2 separate regions of the Mus musculus genome follow, and region 2 is linked to region 1. The links are chromatin contacts, called in public Hi-C maps. All regions are on one chromosome and are shown on one strand. Each heading gives the region's core, a stretch centred on a gene start, on an enhancer-like site or on the middle of the called end of the contact. The rest is flanking DNA. Distances are from core to core; before and after follow the strand shown. Region 1 has its middle 660 kb from the start of Gm23738. Region 2 has its middle 300 kb from the start of Gm23738.

What was found. A called contact is a pair of places that touch in the nucleus more often than the background predicts.
Region 2: a Hi-C map of cerebellar granule neurons shows a contact between it and region 1, with 2.2 times the contacts expected there. The contact joins two enhancer-like sites. A contact is called at or near these places in 4 of 484 Hi-C or Micro-C datasets (brain, cerebellar granule neurons and cerebellum).

What each region holds. Positions count from the first base shown.
Region 1 is chr4:67,520,687-67,524,079 of GRCm38.p6, forward strand. No RefSeq gene overlaps it. Among named protein-coding and RNA genes, the nearest start is that of Gm23738, 660 kb to the right of the region's middle. Within about 2 kb of position 1,740, at least 5 of the 459 cell types and tissues checked have an H3K27ac peak or open chromatin away from gene starts, as enhancers often do. A contact at or near this core is called in cerebellar granule neurons and cerebellum, where this site is marked.
Region 2 is chr4:67,883,341-67,886,671 of GRCm38.p6, forward strand. No RefSeq gene overlaps it. Among named protein-coding and RNA genes, the nearest start is that of Gm23738, 300 kb to the right of the region's middle. Within about 2 kb of position 2,036, at least 2 of the 459 cell types and tissues checked have an H3K27ac peak or open chromatin away from gene starts, as enhancers often do. A contact at or near this core is called in cerebellar granule neurons and cerebellum, where this site is marked.

The sequences.
Region 1 (3,393 bases), core at 490-2,989:
AAAGGTATTTTGTCCATCATAAGAAGTTAATTCTATCACATTTGATGACTGAGGCTATGGTTTAGGGATTTGGGCAAGTGCAGCATGTATTGAATAAAGTTACTGAAAGTCAGTGTTCCAGCCACTAACTTCTCTAAAGTAATCATAATTATACCTTAGGTTATTAAACATTGTACATACTACATAACTTCCTATAGGTAATAAAATCCTAAAGCCAGCAAAATAATTTGACCAAAATGATTCTAACAAAATAATTGGATTTCAATTTATATGTACATTCATTTATTTCTGTATTCAATAAATAGTTATTGAATAGGTAATATTTATGCATAAGTAATTATGTATATATTATAAAATGGTTATGTGTAAGGCACTGTACAAGTAATTGTAATTATAACAATGAATGCAAAACATGAAGGTCCTCTCATCATTGAGACACCATTAAAACATCAATTTCTCCGGCTGTGAATGTTTGTGCTAAAGACATGTCAGCTCCTGGGAGCTAAGTATGGGGAAATGAATGATACAAAGGATAGATAGCATTAGAGGGGAGTATTTTAGATTCACCTGTATTTGCAGTAGGGCACACTTGAGAGATTACCTTGTGGCAGAGACCTGAGCAAGGATACAGTTGAGCCATAAAGTTTTCCAGAAACATTGAAATAGTGAGAAAAGTTGTAGAAACTCAGAGAGAGGGAGTTGTTTGCAGCAAAGAACTGAGAGGAAAGAGCCAAGAGGGCTGTTGATGCCATAGCAAGGAATACTTGGAAATATTAGGAGATGGTCAGCTAGCATGGTTTCTGTTGTTATCATTCTTCTTTGTATGTGATATGTACTTGATAGTGTGTATATGCATGGGTACTTGGTTGTGTGCATTGTGATACTGGGTATATGTGTACTTCGAGGTCCAGGTTTGGGTGTCTTTCCTTGATTATGCTCCGAACTTATTTATTGAGACTGGCTATCTCAGTGAATCTGGCACTCATGCTTTAGTCTAGGATAGTTTTGTAAGTGACCTTTAAGAACTCCACTGGTCTCTTCCTCTAGCACCTAGATTTCAGTAGTGCACAGCTACTGTTAACATTTTGCATAGATGCTGGAGATCCAACTAGAGGTCCTTTGTCTTTTTTGACAAGCACTTTATGGATGGATCCATCTCCACAGCACGGTTCTATGATTCCCTAGTGTTTCTACTGTAGATGACTAGAGTCTGACACAGAGACAGTCTAAAAATAATAGATAATTTTAAATAGGAAAGTACATTTTCTTTTTCATTTTGCAATCCTGCCATTATTGTTTATCATTCTTCTCTTTCAGAGATGAGAGATACAGAAGATCAAGAGCAAAAGCAGTTTCCAAGGGATGTTAGGCTTCTGAGCCTCTGTTCAGTGACAATTTTGGTCCTAATAATTGAAGACTAGATTTTCAGAGGAAATGTTTGATATCTGGGATTTATCCTGAACTGTACTTGCTGCTCATTTCTGGTCATGAATATATCTCTTGCCTCTGATTTTGCCTCCAAAGGCTCAGATGTCACCAGCCACCCTGCTGAAGTCTTACATTTCCAGCCATGGCCCCAATTGTGCATCCAATGGCCAGAGTAAACAAATGAGAAATTATCACTTGGAACAAACATCTGATTATCTCAGCAGCAATTGCTATGAAAACAGAACACAGGAAAGGGCAGTCGCTTGCTTTGCTGCTTTTATTCCAAGCTCTGATTGTTGTGGAATGAGGTGGCCTTTCCACCTGGCACCGGATAACAAGGACAGGTGGTGCCAGGTGGCATGGACTGTGGGGAAGAAGACAACACATCTGTGACCCACCCAGTCCAGCTCGGTTGACTCTCTGCATGTCTCTCGGGTGTCCTACTGTGGAAAGAATAAAAATAGAAAAAAGGATCCAAGGGATCCAGTTTGGGATGTGGCCCTAGAGCTTAGATATTATAGATCTTAAGCAAAATATGTTGCCTTTATTCAAAACTGCCCTATCAGTGGTGAGATGAATAGTGCTATTGTGAGACAGACTCAGGGAAAGTGAATACAGAAGTAGGTTGAATTGAACAAATAGTACTGTTTGGTGGCAATTTAATCTAATTAAAAACAGAAGTTTTAATGCCTGCTTTACTATATTTCTCTGTAATTTTAAGGATGAATACATTTTCAAGTATCAAAGAATTAGGTACACTGCATAAACATGATACAGGTACAAGATAAGATTTTAATATTGATCATTGGTCATCTTTTGGACTGATATAAGTAGGGTATCAGTATATTTAACAAAAATATTCATTGGTACTAAAATTTTAAATTAGAGTATTAAAAATGTTAACACTATGAGGTGATGCTTTGTAAGAAAGTGTTGAGAAAATGATGAGAGTGTAGCAAAAAAGAACAAAGTAAAAATTTCTTTAGCTTGTGAAGAACACATGTTGAGCATTTGTCAAATAGAGTGCCTTGGAAGTGGCAACCTGTGCCTCTAAAAATAGGCAAAGCATGAAGGGATGAGAAGGAGTACTTATATAGCTCTATGAGTCTCTTGGGCATGACATTTACTGAGATATTAAAGACAACACACCAATGCAATTTGAACAGGGACTTCATGAAAAATCAGAACGTCATTGTGTCTCCACATACACATGTGCTTTCCAGATGTTCAGCAGAGGCTGTGAAAAGATGTGATGTCATGTGCGATGTGAATGCTGGCTTTCAGAGATAAACATGACTCAGTGTGCATAACTACATGGTGCAGCCCTTCCAAAGAACAAAAATTAAATTTTATTATGATGAATAAATACTTGGGAGGAAGGAATTTTCCTATAATTACTGTATTATTCTGTGCCTTTAATATCAATTCAATTTCTGTTTTTTTATGTTGTAATATATTCATTAGTTATAACTAGAAATCATATTATAATGATGATAAAAGAGGGCACTGTATTATGACCAAATATTGAATGCCCAACAATTTGTATGTATGTGTGTGTATGTATATATATGTATGTATGTGTATATATATATATATATATATATATATATATATATATATATATATATATATATATTCACCACCAAAGTAAGTTATCCAATTGAAGATTGATACTTATAATTGGTCTTGTCTGATGTGGTTCCAAAGGTTGTGTTAAAGAAAATAATCCATAGTAAAGTAAATCAAACAATCCAATCTATCGATAAAAGGTGATCCTGAACATGTTAATTAACTTCTTGATTTTTTTAATATCTTCAATGGTACTGAAATATTTTAATGTCTTATTGATAGAAATAGGGTTTATGCATGGAGCACAATTGATAGCTTCTTAGAATTTTAAAAAAAATTAGTAGACCCATTTAGATGACTGAGTGAAATCTGAACTTTTAACATCTTTTGAGAGTT
Region 2 (3,331 bases), core at 786-3,285, 360 kb after region 1:
GACAGGAACTTACTATCTTGTTTGAAGTAGGCATCTTTTCACTGTGCCCTCCATGTCATGTGCACAGGTGGAAAGTAAGTATGGGCAAAGGAAAAATTTGCATCCCAATGTCTTTCCTTATATGATCATTAATCTTTTTCCATATAAGATTATTTAACCTAGCCAGGTGGTGGTGGCGCACACCTTTAATCCCAGCACTTTGGAGGCAGAGGCAGGCAGATTTCTGAGTTTGAGGCCAGCCTAGTCTACAGAGTGAGTTCCAGGACAGCGAGGGCTACACAGAGAAACCCTGTCTTGAAAAGACAAAACAAAACAAAACAAAACAAAACAAAACAAAACAAAACGATTATTTAACCTTAATTGCTAGTGTAAAAGTAGTGTCTCAGAATATAATCTCAGTGTGGGATTACAATCCATACAATAACTTTGAAAGACCAAAAGCATCCTATAGCTAACATGGGTAGAGATCACTTTTCTTATTAATTTTGAAAAAGGAATTTATAGCAGATGTGAAACTTACAGTAGGATTATGGTTGAAGAGGAAGTTCCTGTTTTCTTTGGAAACTTGGATGTGTCATGTGATGTTTTTTTTCTGGATGGTGTCTTATGAGAGGATGTTTTGCTGAAACAGATACTTGAGAGGCAGTGTGATATTTGGAAAGAGTATAAATGGAATCCCACAAACAGTGAGAGAAGGCTCTTGTATCGTTATGCTTTGTGATGCTTCCTTTCTTTGCTGGTCTTTGCTGGTCTTGATTTTGTAGAGAGAAGTATGCCAAAGTACTTCATGTAGTATTCCAGATGATTTGAGTTGCTTCCACTGCCTCATGCTTATTCAGTGGAGCTTGGCTGTTTCTGTTGGATTGCTTGCTATTGAACTAGATTGCTGTTATCCTGACAAAGAAGAGTAGACTCTACCCAAGGGACCACTTCCCCAAGGAACTACTTCTAAAAAGGACTCTACCCAAGGAACTACTTCCTGAAGGAACTACTTTTAAACCCGCTTCTACTATTAATCTTCTTTCTCCCCTATCTCTGGTCAGTGGTCTAGAGTAGAGGTTGAAGCATTAAGAACACTAAACCAAGAAGGTTTAGAGAGAAATCTAAACCTACATATGGTTGTATAATACTTTGTGGTTTATTTAATATCAATGTGTGTGTTCATTTCAGTGCGGACCCTGGAAACTCTCTTGGTCTAAGTGATAGCAAAGAACTTATATCCTCCTATAAATATGGTGTATAATAGTAAAGAATACTAAGATAGAAAACAGTCATAAAAGAGTTTGTGTAAACTTCTACATAACTCTTAGTATTATATATGAAACCTGTGTTCAGATTTGGACATACAATTAGCCTGATAGGAATATTTACACAACTCAAATTATTCATCTTCATCCTGGACAACCATTTATGAAACATTTACCAAAACAATAGTGAACATATTTGGTTAATGGCAATGGTGTGTTTGTATGTGGATGTAGTGTGTGGTTTATGGTAGAATTTGAATTTAAGAAAGTCTTTCTTGTTATACTTTAGTAACAACTTAAAATGTACCATAAAATAAATATGAAAGTATTGATGAATACTGGGAATCTTTCCAGATAGATCTCAAGGCTACAATCTGTCAGATGAAATGAATTATCCCCTCTACATATTTACTCTGACATTTTATATGAAGAAAATTCAAAATAGATATTATATCATTATTAAATAAAGTAATGGCCTTATCTGTTAAAATTTAATATGAGAACATGTTCAGTTATTTGATTGTAATGTGACCCTTGAGAAATCATGCATTAGTCTTAACTTTCATGAGCCTAACTTCAATATGTTTTATAAGAACAATAAGAAATGATGACATAACATGATTAGAATGTTTCCTGCTACCTGCATAGTTAGTCATTATTAAAGTTAGTTTTACCACCACTGCTGCTGGTAATGCTCCTGCTCCCAAAGAGACTCCTCCTACCATCACCACTGCTGATCCTCCTTCCATCTCTATTAATGAGTTTCTCCACTTCACTAGGCACAAGGCAGGTGGTAGAGACCTCTGGATGAAGGGTACAGTGATTCTTGGCTCAGAACAGTCATTGTTCTTTTTATTACCAAGCAACCAAATTGATAGACCTTGACACTAGGTTGGCACCTTTCCTAGGCCAACAAGTTTAACATTACAAAATCCAAGCTTGCAGGAGTAAAGAATTAACAGCAATTAAACAGGTTTCATTTTGAACATCTCACTAGAAATCTGTCACTACAATTGATTTCTTCTGACAGCTAGCTATGGTCTGGAGACTAAATGTGTGTCCTGTAGGGGAAGATGGCAGTGTTGATTTCTGAATATAGATGAAAATAGCATCTGAAATCAGATGAAAATGAAGCTAGGGTTGTTTAAAATATGCTTAAAAAGAAGATGTAGAAAATACCTGTGGGCTAATGTCTATGTAATTTACCTTTCCATAAGAAATAGACAGATCTTTGTGAGTACATTTAGATTTTGAAGGTGAAAGTTACATAGGACTTGAATATATATTTGTATTTACAACTAAATATGTTGTTTACAATTTTGTTTGAGAATGAAATAGGTATGCAATCAGCTGTTGTATGGGATAATAATGTGGGCTATTGTAATGATTAAATTATACTTGCTATGTTCACAACCTAGTGCCGGAACAATGAATTGCTTTTATTAAGACGCTTATACTCTTTTATTTTTTCCTTTTGTTCTATATTCAATTTTGTTCTTTTAATTTTTTATATCAATCATAGATGTCTTCTATCTTCTTCACCATCTTCTAACATATATGTAACCCTTAAGCACTTAATATCCTTCCTCTAGTATAAAACCCATTAATATTTCACAGTGTAGTTAATACAGATCTTCTTATGTAAAGAAAGTAATAAAAGTTCATTAAGCCAGTTGTTGTTAGGACTGAATTTTCTAGGCATTAAATATAGGCATCTTGACTTTAGAGATGGCATACATTCAAGCATCTACTCATGTATATATTTGCTAATGTAAAGATCCATGTTTCATTGAAGAATGCTACCATGAATTCAAATTGTATATAAATGCAGAGTGTTTTATTCTGCAGATTTTCAGCATGTTGGGGTCTACCATATACAAAGATGTAGAGGCCCTGAGTGAGCTTGCAGACCTGATTTAAAGCAAATTAGGGGAATTCTGAGGAGGGATAGTTGACCTCTGTTCTAATCTTGGCACCGTCTCTAGGGACACTCCAGAACCATTGCTGGGACCTTGGGAGCTGGAAACTGTTGCTAGAGATATGTTGAAAGGGTTGCTGAGGAAGGCTGGAAACTGTTGCTGATC